Linked DNA regions of Sus scrofa: regions 1 and 2 are each linked to region 3. Evidence: chromatin contacts called from public HiChIP or PLAC-seq data. All regions are on one chromosome and are shown on one strand. Each heading gives the region's core, a stretch centred on a gene start, on an enhancer-like site or on the middle of the called end of the contact. The rest is flanking DNA. Distances are from core to core; before and after follow the strand shown.

Region 1 (4,668 bases), core at 946-3,445, 180 kb after region 3:
AAGGATGGCTCTGCCCCCGCCAGCCCTCGAGGCTTCAGGAGGACAGCACGTTGATGAACACTGGACTGGAGACGTGGCAGGAAATGGAAGCACAGCGAGCACAATCCTAACAGTAGCCATAATGAAGCGACGAACGCTCAGCACCTACCAGGTTCTAAACACCAGGTACTATTGTAAGTCTTCTATGACTGTCAACGTTATAATTCCGTCAACAACTCTAGGCTGTAGATGCTCGAATCCCCACCTCAGAAGCACCGGATCTGAGGCAGAGATGGGTTAAGGAACCTGCCCCCAAGTCTGAGAAGGTTCAGAGCCAGGATGTGCACCAGGCTGTCTGGCTGTTACGGCCACACTCCAACCAAGAGAAGACAATGCATAGGCTGGATATTTCATTTGTTTATTTGTTTGGGGTTTTTTGTTTTGGTTTTTTTTTTGTCTTTTTGCCTTTTCTAGGGCCACTTCCCACAGCATATGGAGGTTCCCAGGCTAGGGGTCTAATCGGAGCTGTAGCCACCAGCCTAGGCCAGAGCCACAGCAACGTGGGATCCGAGCCACGTCTGCAACCTACACTACAGCTCACAGCAACGCCAGATCCTTAACCCACTGAGTGAGGCCAGGGATCGAACCCACAACCTCATGGTTCCTAGTTGGATTCGTTAACCACTGAGCCACGACGGGAACTCCAAGGCTGGAGGTTTTGGGGGACTTAAGATGTGACAAAAGAAAAGTGCTTCGGAGAAATGCTTCTGAATCGATCCTCAGTAGGAGAGGTGTAAGCAGAGCCCTGGAGACCTTTTTAAGAACCTGCGCCTCTGTGAATCGACTTTGAGCCTGGGAGCCTGGGCCGTGTGGGGCCCCGGCTGGCGCTGCCACAGCCAGCATCCATGCTCTGCTGCACTTTCCCATCCAGCCAACACACAGGCATGAGCAGATAAAGGCACACAGGCATGAAGCTCAGGATCAGAAGAAAAAGAGCCCACTCTCTTCCCTCCCAGCCTCCCCCACCGCAACCACCCGCTCTCTCCCCACCGCCTCAGACAGTTCTTGTCCTCAGACTGCTGCGAGGTGTCGACGGGAGGAACGGGGGACCAAGGTGGCGTGAGTGCCAGAGACAGGACAAATGCCCAAGAGAAGGAAGGCTTGCAGCCTCTGTGGGAGACATCTGGAGAGGGCCAAGGGGACAGGGACAACTCAGAGTCCCTTGGGAGGGGTGATGGGGCACCGTGGGGAACGAAATCCTACAGTTCTACTAAACTCGACCCACCCCACAGGCCAGAGTTCAGAGCTGGTTTTCCGTCTGTCAGGAAGTACCAGATGAGCCACACAAGAGCGGAAACGGGGGACAATCCCCAACGTGCCTGGCCCCGAGCGCTCACTCAGCTCTGTGAGAGGAGGGTTGAGAGCCCAGGAGATGGGGTTCCTGGGTGTGGACACGGAGAAGTACAGCTGTTTCTTCTCAGCATGATTTTCTAGTGGAAATTTCACAGTCTTGAGCCAAGTCTTGGGGGTGTCAGGGGATGCAGGAACCTAACCCAGTAGACTAACAGCCTTGACAGTAGGTATTTTCTCCTGAGCTAGATGAGAATTTTCCTGGGTAGCAAAGGGGGAAATGAATGGGCTCAAGTTGAAGAATCAGAGTGATCTGGGTGGGAGTTCCGACTCTAGCACTTACTGTGTGACCTGAGGAAAGTTCTACAACCTCTCTGGACCTCTATTTCATCTTCCATAAAAATGGGACTAAAAGCACCTCACAAGAGATGCTTATCAAAGTGATGCTTTGCTCACAGGTGGTCCTACCTTCCCACTTCCTCAACCCTCCGGTGTGGGATCTGATCCAACATTCAAGTTGAAACTTCCCAGGGCAGGCCTGCCCCCTTTTCTCCCTCCTCCTCCCCTCCCTGTTCACGAGAGAAGAGCTCCCACATGGCCCTGGGAGGAAGGCCCTGAGGAGGCCTGCCCCTCAGCACAGCCACCCTAGCAGGGGGCCTGCTGGACTCTCACCCATTGATCTCCCAGGGCTCCTCGGAGCAGGTGCCCACACTGCCCCTCCCTGGGGTACCTGTGGGCAGCACACAAATAACTAGTCACCCAGCTGATGCCCGTGGATTGGCACGGCAGCCTTGCAGGAAAGGCCTGAAGCTACTCCATGACCTCAGCTGCAGGGAATGTGGGGGAATTCAGCCTGAGACAGGGCTCAAGGAGAGGTCAGCTTAGGCTGGGCCGTTCACAGGGCCGGCTGAGGTGTGGCTCGGTGTTACTATACCCCAAGGGGGTCAGGGTGACTGCTCAAGCCCGAGGGAGGTGGCCCAGCGTGTGGTCTGGGGGCCCTGGTGCACTTGCAGACGTGTTGGCAGCTGCCCAGAGAAGCCTGAATTGTTTCCAGGTTGTTTTCAAGGCCTCCTTCTGCAGCTGTTGGGCCCCGCCTGTTCCCTCCAGGGAGCCAGAGCTCATAGAGGAGGCCAAGGGCCTTTTCCCAGGGTCCCACATGGCAGCCCTGGAGCCCCAGGCCTGGGCTCCCTGGAGTCCCTGATACCAGGCGCATGCCTGCCAGCCTCTCCTCCAGAAGTCACTTCTCTGCCTTCCCCTACGGAGAGGTGGATAGAAGATCTTCCCTAGGCTGCCAGATGGAGCAAGTGAAAATTCTACGTGATGGCCAATTCAATTTGAACTTCAGATAAACAACGAATAATTTTTTTTTTTTTTAAGGGCCTCACTCACGGCATATGGAAGTTCCCAGGCTAGGGGTCAAATTGGAGCTGCAACTGCTGGCCTACACCACAGCCACAGCAACACCAGATCCCAGCTGCATCTGCAACCTATATTGCAGCTTATGGCAACGTCAGACCCTTAACCCACTGAACAAGGCCAGGGATTGAACCTGAGTCCTCATGGATACTAGTCTGGTTCATTACCACTGAGCCACGACTGGGACTTCCATTTTTTTTTTTTCCAGGCCACACCTGCAGCATATGGAGGTTCCCAGGCTAGGGGTCGAATTGGAGCTGTAGCCTCCGGCCTACACCAGAGCCACAGCAATGTAGGACCCAAGCCGCGTCTGTGACCTACACCACAGCTCACAGCAACACCGGATCCTTAACCCACTGAGCGAGACCAGGGGGTTCTCATGGATACTAGTCGGGTTCATTAACCATGGAGCCATGACAGGAACTCTGAAAACTCCTAATTTTTGAATATAGGTAGGTCTCATGCAATATTTGGAACACGCTTTTATATTAACAAAATAGTCATTGTTTTATCTGGAATTCAAATGTAACAGGCCATCCTGTATTATTATCTGGCAACCCTGGCCCCACCTCATTCTTTAAATTCTCAGAATGTCCCTCCTCTCTGCTTCTTATCTGTGGGGAGATACTCAAACATCAGGGCACATGCAAGGCGTTGGTATTTTTATGTTATTGTGGCTATGAACCTGGTTTTAAAACTCTGGAACATTACTAATGTTTGCAAACATTTCTGCAAATGATCTATTTTATTAACTATAAATTTCACAGTCATCTACTGTAAAAACTCTCCAAAAAAATAGAAAAAAAATTAAACGCTCCAGTGGATAATTCTTTTTCCTTCCTGTTTCTTTCTTATTTTTGTTACCGTTGTGTTTTGGAAATGTCTTGCCAGAATAAAGGCAAGTATTTTTACCTTATTTTTACAATGCTGTTCACTGTTCAAGTAAAATACTTTTTAACCTTTCTCTTTGGTTCCTTTTAAGCAAAGCTCAGCTACCACCATGTCCCCTATTTCCCTTTGGGAAAGGAAGCTGTTAGGCTGGTCCCAGCTTTCTTGAGAGGGGGGCTCCCTGGTGACTGGCAGTCACCCCTGGTGTATGGACAGTCTAGGAGTTATGCCTGGGACTCGGAGTGTGTGAGGCTCGAGGCCCAATCCTAAGGGCCAGGGCCACAGGGCATCTCCAGCTGGGCAAGCTTGAGGCTGTGGAAATGTGTTCCATCTATGTTTGTCTCCTGCTCCTTTTCCCACCTTTCTCCTGCCGCCCCAGAGTCTTAGAAATAGCAATCCTCGTCCAGAGTCACAGGAGTAGGTCATGGCCAAGGCTCCCCCAGGGCAGACACAAGGGTCCCTAGTCTCTGCCTCCAGGCACGTGGCAGGGATTTGAAACACTTTTCTTACCTTTTTTATTTTTTTGTCTTTTTAGGGTGGCACTCACAGCATATGGAGGTTCCCAGGCTAGGGGTCGAATCAGAGCTGTAGCCACTTGCCTACAGCACAGCCCCAGCAACACCAGATCCGAGCTGCATCTGCGACCTACACCACAGCTCACGGCAACAGTGGATCAATAACCCACCGAGCAAGGTCAGGGATTGAACCCGCAACTTCATGGATACCAGTCAAGTTTGTTAACCACTGAGCCACGACGGGAACTCCTAAAACACTTTTCATGTGCACCTCAACAAGGAGGGTCTGGTGTGGCAGCCACCTGGCTCCTCCAAGGCCCAGCTGTCACTCTAGGTCACTGGGGAAGAACCTCTGGGAACATTCAGCCTTCTCCTGGCAGCGCCTTGGCAAGGGCCCAGCCTGGGCCCCTCCCTGCCTCACAGGGGAGCCAGCCTCCACCCATCCTCTGACGCAGGCCATCCTCAGCCACTCCAGGCAGGGCCTCCTGGGCTGAACCCCACTGCAGGTTTTGCTCTCCCC
Region 2 (4,248 bases), core at 778-3,277, 160 kb after region 3:
AGCTGTCGTGAGGCTAACAAACTCTACTACTGAATTTGAGGTGCCTTTTGGTTGTGTATTTTATGCATCGATAAATGCTAAATAAAAAACCACCACAAGAGAAGCCATAGTATTTGTTCGTGTTTGTATGTTTCCAGTTGCTTCTCTAATTTCCAAAAATGCAGGGTTTTTTTGGGTTTTTGTTTGCTTTTGCTTTTTAGGGCTGAACCCATGGCATCTTCCAAGGCTAAGGGTCGAATCGGAGCTGTAGTTGCTGGCCTACACCACAGCCACGATAACACAGGATCCGAGCCACGTCTGTGACCTACTCCACAGCTCACAGCAACACTGGATCTTTAACGCCCTGAGCAAGGCCAGGGATCAAACCTGCATCCTCATGGAGTGGTTGGATTCCTTTCTGCCGAGCCACGATGGGAACTCCCACAACTGTAGTAGTTTTAAACATAATAAATGTACTCTTGGTCAATTCTGGGGGTCAGAAATGCAAAATCAACACAGCTGCATTCCTCCTGGAAGCTCTAGGGGAGAATCTGTTTCCATGCCTTTTCCAGGTCGTGGAGGTTGCCTGCATTCCTCAGCTCCTGGCCTGTTCTCCCATCTTCAAAGCCAAGAGCACAGCATCTTCTCCCCTCTGTCCTCCTGCCTCCCTCTTCTAAGAACTTTGTGATTACACTGGGTCCACCAGGTAATCCCCGAAAAGCTTCCCATCTCAAGATCCTTGACTAACTCACATCTGCAAAGCCCTTTTGACTGTGTGAAGTTTCATGTTCCCAGGTTCCAGAGATCCAGACTTCGCTATTTTTGAGGGGCCATTATTCACACTACCACAGTGTCATAAAGAGATCCTACCCGTCGAAAAAGTGGAAGAGGCCTCTACCAACACAGTACGTCCATCACACGGACAGGAGGGGGCAGAGGTGATTTTGCGAAAGCCTAAGCCCTTCCCTAACAACTTCCCATGCGTGGCTGGTGGGTCTGGCGGGCTCCTCGGCCCTGAGGAGAGAAGGTGAGCAAGCCCTGAGGGGCAAAGCAGCCAGTCTCCCAAGAAGGAAACAGTGCTTGTTTGGGGGCTTCCGCCCCTCCCGAAGTGAAAGCTCTGAAGACATCCAGATGGGCTTTGCATCACTCACAGAGGTCCCTCCAATTTCCGCAGCCATGGGATGCACGGCATGGTCCAGGGACAGGGTGCAGGAAAAGCAGGCAGGCATGAATCCACTGTTTCTTCCTCAAGGGTTTGGGGGCTGGGCTGAGGGCGTCCAGGCAGATGCGCGGTCACCCTCGGGGAGTGTGGGGATGTGGAGGGGCAGACAGGAGGCTCCTCTCCTCTCCTCCTGGTCATGCTCCAGCATCTCCACATCGCCCCTAACAACAAACCTCTATCCGCATCTTTCATACAGGTCTGGGGCTGTGAGTAAGGCAAGCGGGCTGGGATAGAGGGGAAGGTTGCTACCAAGAGGTATGAGGGGTTTTTGGTTTTGTTTTTTGGTTTTGCTTGCTGCCCTCGGTGGCTTTCTTTGCGAGGAAACAAGGCACGAACACCGAACAGTCACAGCATGTAGGACAGACCACTGAAGTGCTGCCCCGCTTCCTGAACTCTCATTGCGACATGGAAATTATGGAAAAACAATGCCACTCCTTGCTGTGTACAGAGCCGGTTCCTGGAGCCCCCAGTGAATCTCAGACGGCGGGAGCAGTCACAAGAAAGCATTTTCCAGCGGCTTCCTGTCACGCCCACTGAAATAGGTATTTCCCTGCGGTGCTCCTTCTCCTGGAGGCATCGCGGAGTGTTCTGGTGTCTGCCAGGACGTTTCCTGTTCATCGCCCTGATGAACGCAAACTCTGTCAAACGAGGGTTCAGGTCTGCACGCTGCGTGCAAGCACAGCTGGGCCAGCGTCACGCAGCTGCCAGCTGCAGAGGCTTTATTTTCATAGCAACCCTCCCTGTTCTTGACAACGGCAGCCTGAGGCCCAGGATGACAGGTACAGTCAACGATGTGCCACGGTGGCTTTTGTCCCATCCGCCCACAGGCGCCAGCAAGGCATGTTTGTTCCTGTCCCTCGTGCGTCTGAGTCCGGTTGATCCCTGCAGTCCTGACTCACCTTCCTGCGGAGCCTGGCCTGGCTTTGAGCTTCTGGAACCTTCCCTGGCTGAGCAAGGCACTGGGGAGGCCAGATCCGCCCCCAGGAACAGAGTCGGGGAAGAGAAAGGGTTGCAGAAAACACAGGAGACGGCACTGAGAAGGCGGTCAGAGCCGACTTCCTCACGCCAGCAGACGAAGCTCCGTCTAGCTCGGATTCCGTCCCTGAAGCCCAATGCTGTGAGGGTGCTGCTCCAGCTTGCCCTCCTGAGCAGAATCCTGGCACAGAGGTACCCAAGGTGACCAAGACCAATCCTGCCATCTAAGAGACCAGGAAGCTGAGGCCCGGAGACACCAAATACCGTGCACAAAATCAGACCGTGGGTGGGAGGCAGGACTAGGCTAAGAACGTTGGACCCGCCAAAGCAAAACCAGAAGAATTGGTCTTTAACTTCCACCTCCAACACACACACACACACACACACACACACACACACACACACACTGCAGGTGACTCTTTGTGATTTCCACACCCTAACGAGAGTGCCCATGACCTGAGTTTGTCTGCCTGCAGCTGTGGGCTCAAGGGGTGCCCGAACCCACTTCATGATCATCCCAACAGCCACTCTGGGCTGCTTAGCTCTGGGCCAAGCGTGGGGCCCAACACCTACCTATACTGGCTCGTATAATCCTCACAACATGCCAGGGGATTAATGATTACCCCCATCTTATGAAGGAGGAGCCTGGGACTAGGGCGATTTCTTCACTTGCCCAAGCTCATCGCCTGGAGAGAAACAGAGCCAGGACTCGTGCCCCAGTCTGCTGGCGCCAAACCCATGCTCTCCGCCAGGCCAGGATCTGTCCCTATTTACACAGGACCCCTTCTCTTCCTGCCTCGAGGAGCCTCACAAAGGTCTCTAGGATTCTCCCCTGGGGCCATCTCTCCAGGTCACAGGCATATTTTTTTTGGCAGAAGGTGAAGGTCAAAGACTGTACCTTTTGAGGTGTGTCGACCCACGAGCCCGAATGTAGGAAGCCCGTGGACCAGCACTGGAGCCTTGCAGACCCCTCGCGCTTACCTGAACCTAGACAGGGCCGTGGACGGGGCGGGGGGGGGGGGGGGCTGGGGCCAGAGAGAGGCTGACTTGGCCAAGTAGACCATTTCCTATCCTTCAAATGTAGTATTGTATGCGTAGCTTGCCTTTAAAAAAATAAAACAGGAGTTCCCATCTTGGCGCAGTGGTTAACGAATCCGACTAGGAACCATGAGGTTGCGGGTTCGGTCCCTGCCCTTGCTCAGTGTGTTAATGATCCGGCGTTGCCGTGAGCTGTGGTGTAGTTGCAGACGCAGCTCGGATCCCGCGTTGCTGTGGCTCTGGCGTAGGCCAATGGCTACAGCTCCGACTGGACCCCTAGCCTGGGAACCTCCATATGCCACAGGAGCGGCCCAAAGAAATAGCAAAAAGACCAAGAAAAATAAATAAAATAAAAATATTTTTTAAAAAAATAAAATAAAAAAATAAATAAAACAGATGTTTTTAAGAAGTTACCCAAGTGTCTTCAGAAGGGGTTATGAACCCAAATGGACCCATGATATAGGCTTTTTGTAGCACAAGCCCTTGTGACACCTGCCAGCCGCCAGAACCAGCCAAGCGCTTCATGCTTCGGGGATTTATTGTGATAAATAATAACCTGTCACCACTTTGGTGGAGCGGCACAAATGGGGTTTTGCATCTCCTGGCCCAGTTCACACTTTGACTAGCCTGAAAGTTCCACTTGGCAGAGGCCTGGGTGTTCTAGCCTCCTTTTTACTCATCCAGGAAGAGGTACCAGAGGTGTGGTTGTCCTCAGCCACTCCCCACCCATCCTCCAGCACATCCCCCAAAACCTTCCTCAGAGCACTTAACACTGCTTGAAATGATCTCACTTATGTACTGGTTCACTGCTCATCACATCTTTTCTCAACGAGCAAGCACCTTGGGAACAGGGACTCTGTCCTCTTAGCACCTACAACTGTGCCTGGCACATAGTGGGCACACCAGAAGCCTTTTTTTTGAAAAATAAATGATCACAGGGAGTTCCCATTGTGGCTCAGCAGGTTAAGAACCCAACTAGTCTCTGTGAGGATGTGGGTTTGATCCCTGGCCTTGCTCAGCGTGTTAGGGATCCA
Region 3 (4,669 bases), core at 1,889-4,388:
GTGAGAGATAAAATGAGGCCTGCTTTCAAGTTCAGCAAGATAATGATCCTTAGGACCAAGGACAGAAGTTTAAGGGAAAGATGACCTTCCAAAGTAGGGGAGCCTCGGAGTTCCTGTCGTGGCTCAGTGGTTAGCGAATCCAACTAGGAACCATGAGGTTGTGCATTTGATCCCTGGCCTTGCTCAGTGGGTTAAGGATCTGGCATTGCCGTGAGCTGTGGTGTAGGTCACAGACAGGGCTGGGATCCTGCGTTGCGGTGCTACAGCTCTGATTAGACCCCTATCCTGGGAACCTCCATATGTCACAGGAACGGCCCAAGAAAATGACAAAAAGACAAAAAAAAAAAAAAAAAAAAAAAAATCAAAGTAGGAGACCCTCATTTTACGGAAACCTGAGATGATACAACATATTTTTGCATCTGTTACCACCATCCTGCTGATTTGAATAAGTGCCCTGACAGTCCTAGTTTGAGCTCACAGGGTCAAATACTTTCCTACCCAATACAAAGGAGGAGTTAGTGACATAGCCTGACGTCTACTCAAAGAACATCTCTATTTTCCTTGGATTATAGAAATGTGGCCCATCTAGGAGTTCCCATCATGGCTCAATGGAAGTAAATCTGTCTAGCATCCATGAAGACACAGATTCGACCCCTGGCCTACATAGGGGACCTGAGATTCAGGCCTGGTCAACACATCTGTACCCTGAGCTAGGCCCTGTTCTAAGTACTGTATAAATGTTAATTTGTTTAAGCCTCCTAACGATTCTAACAGATAGGTACTATTATTATTCCCATTTTATAAATGAGAAAGCTAGGAAACAGAGGGTAAGTGACTTGCCCAAGGCACACAGCCAAAGAGCTTTGTTGGAGTTCCCAATGTGGCCAAGCGAGTTAAAGACCTGACTAGTCTCTACAAGGATGAGGGCTCAATTCCTGGCCTCAGTGGGTTAAGGATCTGGCACTGCCCCAAGCCGTGGCGTAGGTCGCAGATGTGGCTCAGGTCCTGTGTTGCTGTAGCTGTGGCAGCTGAGCTCTGATTCAACCCCTAGCCTGGGAATGTCCATATGCCGCAGGTGCGGCCCTAAAAAGCAAAAGAAAAAAAGAGCTTTGCTTTCTTCTGACCAGTTCAGGGATGGATGTGTGACCAAATAAGAGCCAACAATTGCTGGGGCTTCTCAGAAAGAGATTTGTTTGTGCTTGAAGTGGGGTGTTCGTGAGGAGCAATGCAGCCATCTGGTGACCTGAGGAAGAAGATTCTTTGAGAATGGAGGCATCTTAGAACTGAGGGCAAGAGAGAAACCAAATCCCAAGGACAAAATAGGAGCTGCTGATCAAACAGAGATTCCTCACACTGGTCTGAAGCCAGACTTTCTCCTGGCCTTTTCCATTTGGTGACCTAGTGAATTACCTCTCTGCTTAGAAGATCTTTGGCTGGGCATCCTCCACCTGCTCACCTTCCACCTGGTCTCTGCATCTGGGCTCTTCCCTTCCAGCTCAGCCTTACCTGCAGTCATGAAAGAAACTGCTTTTTTTCAAGATTCCCCCCCCCCTTTTTTTCTTTTTAGGGCCACACCCACAGCATATGGAAGTTCCCAGGCTAGGGGTCCAATCAAAGCTGCAGCTGCCAGCCTACGTCACAGACACAGCAATGCCAGATCCAAGCCTCGTCTGCGACCTACACCACAGCTCACAGCAACACCAGATCCTTAACCCACTGAGCAAGGCCAAGGATCGATCCTGTGTCCTCATGGATATTAGTCCGGTTCATCAACCACTGAGCCACGAGGGGAACGCCTATGTCAGGTTCTTAACCTGCTGAGCCATAGTGGAAACGCCTCAAGAAACATTTAAAAAGTATGACTCAGATCACATTACTCCCTGTTCAAAACCCTTCTTTGCCTATTTGCCTCTAGGCAAACTGACAGGAAGTGACAGTTTACGCTCCCAGCGTTTTCTCCTGAAATACTGGTAAAGGAATGTCTCACCACCCTCCAGTGGGCCCCGATTCCTCCTATTTCTGGCTCAGGCTGTTTGCTCTGCAGTTCTGGCTCACTCACCATCTGCCTGGGAAACCCTGCCCATCCCATCCAGCTGTCAATGCCACCTCCTCGCGTTTTCCAGCCTGCACCCCACCCAATGCACCCACACTTCTCTGCTTTTGCAGCCCTTTGCTTTGAAACTCTCTTTCAGTCCTTGACTCTGTCTGCCTAGATATGCCCAAATGCCACCTGGAGAGAGGATCTGAGGTCTGGCCCTGGTACATCTCCTGACCTTCACTGCTGGGGTGGTGTGTCAGCTCCTCGGTGTTACAGCAGTCTAACCCTCTGACGCCACTCTGCTTGAAGAGAAGTGGCAAAACTTCCTGAGGGGAAAGGGGACCCCGTGGAGGAGGCTGGTTGTTTCTGAAGTTGGAGCTAGTGGTATCTGCACTTCATTTATTTTATTTTATTGTCTTTTTTTTTTTTTTTTTTTTTTTCCTAGGGCTGCATCCACGGCATATGGAGGTTCCCAGGCTAGAGGTTTAATCGGAGCTGTAGCTGCCGGCCTATACCACAGCCACAGCAACGCGGGATCCAAGCCACATCTGTGACCTACACCACAGTTCACGGCAACGCTGGATCCTTAACCCACTGAGCAAGGCCAGGGATCAAACCTGCAACCTCATGGTTCCTAGTTGAATTCGGTAACCACTGCACCACGACGGGAACTCCGGTAACTGCACTTTAGCTGGAGGTTCGGGCGGCTCTCCAAGTGTCAGCCTGACCTGGGCAGCAGCTACCTCGCCCTTTCCCGCCAGCTCCGCCTACACAGCTGTCTGCCCTCCGCAGTTGTTCAGACTTGGTGTAAATGCTGTCTGTAACCTGATTCCAGGGTTAAAAAATAACCCAAAGGTCAGACCCACTAAGAGCCCTCCGGGCATCTTCCAGGTGGGGTAAGCTTTTCCCAGCAGCTTGTGTACTGGCTTTAAAAGGACCCCCAACCCCACCCCACTTCCACCTAAGCTGTCTGGGGCCTCTCCTTGCTCAGTGGGGCCTCTCCTCGCTCAGTAGAGCCTCTCCTGACCCAGGCTTGGGGCTGGCAAGGGCACTGGCCCCTCCTGGAGCTAGCCAGCCTTGGGTGGAATTGCTGAGATCACAGCCAGACAGGCTTCTGCTAATGGACACCCAGACGCTAGGGCAGACAGCAGTCCCTGTGCCCTGCTTGGGTAAGTGAGTGTCTCACTCCCGCTCCAGCCAGCAGCCACCACTGGGGAGCTGAGGCCACTGCTCCTCCATCCTGTCATCCAGGGGGGACATGATCATGCCTATTTCCCCAGTGTTCTTTCTTTCATCAACTCTATTGAGATATAATTCACATGCCACAGGAGTTCCCGTTGTGGCTCAGTGGTTGCTGAATCCAACTAGGAACCATGAGGTTGTGGGTTCGATCCCTGGCCTTGCTCAGTGGGTTAAGGATCTGGCATTGCTGTGAACTGTGGTGTAGGTTGCAGACGCGGCTCGGATCCCGCGTTGCTGTGGCTCTGGCGTAGGCCGGTGGCTACAGCTCCAATATGACCCTTAGCCTGGAAACTTCCATATGCCATGGGAGCGGCCCAAGAAAATGGCAAAAAGACAAAAAAAAAAAAAAATTCACATGCCACAGAATTCACCCCTTTAAGGTCTACAATCCAGTGGTTTTTAGTACATCCAGAGTGTGCACCATTACCATAACCCATTTTAGAACATTTTCATCACTCCAAAAAGAAGCCCCACCCCACCCTGCATCCATTCACCATCACTCCCAACTCTTTCTTCCGGTTCCCCCCTCCACCAACCCAGCCAAGCACCAACAATCTACTTCTGTCTCCTTGGATTTGCCTATATGGAACATTTCATGTAAATGGAATCATACAACATGTGGTGCTTCTTGACTGGTTCCTTTCACTTAGCATGATGTTTTCCAGGTTCATCCGTGTTGCAGTAATTCCCTTCTTGGGACTCTATCCCTTGGCATTAAATGGATTCGTGCCTCAGGACAGATGTGCAAGTATGGTTATTGCAGAAATTTTCATAACCATTGAAAAAAGAAAAACTGGAAATCTTGTGGACACTTATTAACAAGAACGGAGTACACACACGATGGAATATTATTCAACAGCTACAAAAGGATGCATGGGCACCATCAGAGCGATTTGCTTAAAGGAGAAAAAAAGGAAGATACAGAGAATGTTTATTATGTACTAACCCAATTTTCAATATACAAACTTTTTTTTTTTCTTTTTCGGGCGGCACCCGTAGCATATGGAAGTTCCCAGGCTAGGGGTCAAATTGGAGCTGTAGCTGCCAGCCTACACCACAGCCACAGCAATGCCAGATCTGAGCCACATCTGCAACCTATACCACAGCTCATGGCAACACCAGATCCGTAACCCACTGAACAAGGCCAGGGATCAAACCCACATCCTCATGGATACCATGTCAGTTTCCTTTTTTTTTTTTTTTTTTTTTTTTTTGTCTTTTCTCTTTTTAGGGCCATGCCTGTGGCATATGGAAGTTCCCAGCTAGGGAGGGGTCAAATCAGAGCTATAGTTGCCTGCCTATGACACAGGCACAACAACGTCAGATCCAAGCCATGTCTGCAACCTACACCACAGCTCACAGCAACGCCGGATCCTTAACCCTCTGAGC

The links. HiChIP or PLAC-seq counts read pairs in DNA pulled down with a chosen protein or histone mark.
Region 1: a contact with region 3 is called in an H3K27ac HiChIP or PLAC-seq map of skeletal muscle. The contact joins two enhancer-like sites. A contact is called at or near these places in 1 of 5 promoter capture datasets (liver) and 1 of 2 datasets of contacts at active chromatin or transcription factors (skeletal muscle).
Region 2: an H3K27ac HiChIP or PLAC-seq map of skeletal muscle shows a contact between it and region 3. The contact joins two enhancer-like sites. A contact is called at or near these places in 1 of 5 promoter capture datasets (liver) and 1 of 2 datasets of contacts at active chromatin or transcription factors (skeletal muscle).

The regions. Positions count from the first base shown.
Region 1 is chr4:34,280,183-34,284,850 of Sscrofa11.1, reverse strand. No RefSeq gene overlaps it. Among named protein-coding and RNA genes, the nearest start is that of AZIN1, 56 kb to the right of the region's middle. Within about 2 kb of position 2,195, at least 48 of the 83 cell types and tissues checked have an H3K27ac peak or open chromatin away from gene starts, as enhancers often do. A contact at or near this core is called in skeletal muscle, where this site is marked.
Region 2 is chr4:34,302,395-34,306,642 of Sscrofa11.1, reverse strand. No RefSeq gene overlaps it. Among named protein-coding and RNA genes, the nearest start is that of AZIN1, 78 kb to the right of the region's middle. Within about 2 kb of position 2,027, at least 19 of the 83 cell types and tissues checked have an H3K27ac peak or open chromatin away from gene starts, as enhancers often do. A contact at or near this core is called in liver and skeletal muscle, where this site is marked.
Region 3 is chr4:34,464,165-34,468,833 of Sscrofa11.1, reverse strand. No RefSeq gene overlaps it. Among named protein-coding and RNA genes, the nearest start is that of KLF10, 36 kb to the right of the region's middle. Within about 2 kb of position 3,138, at least 13 of the 83 cell types and tissues checked have an H3K27ac peak or open chromatin away from gene starts, as enhancers often do. A contact at or near this core is called in liver and skeletal muscle, where this site is marked.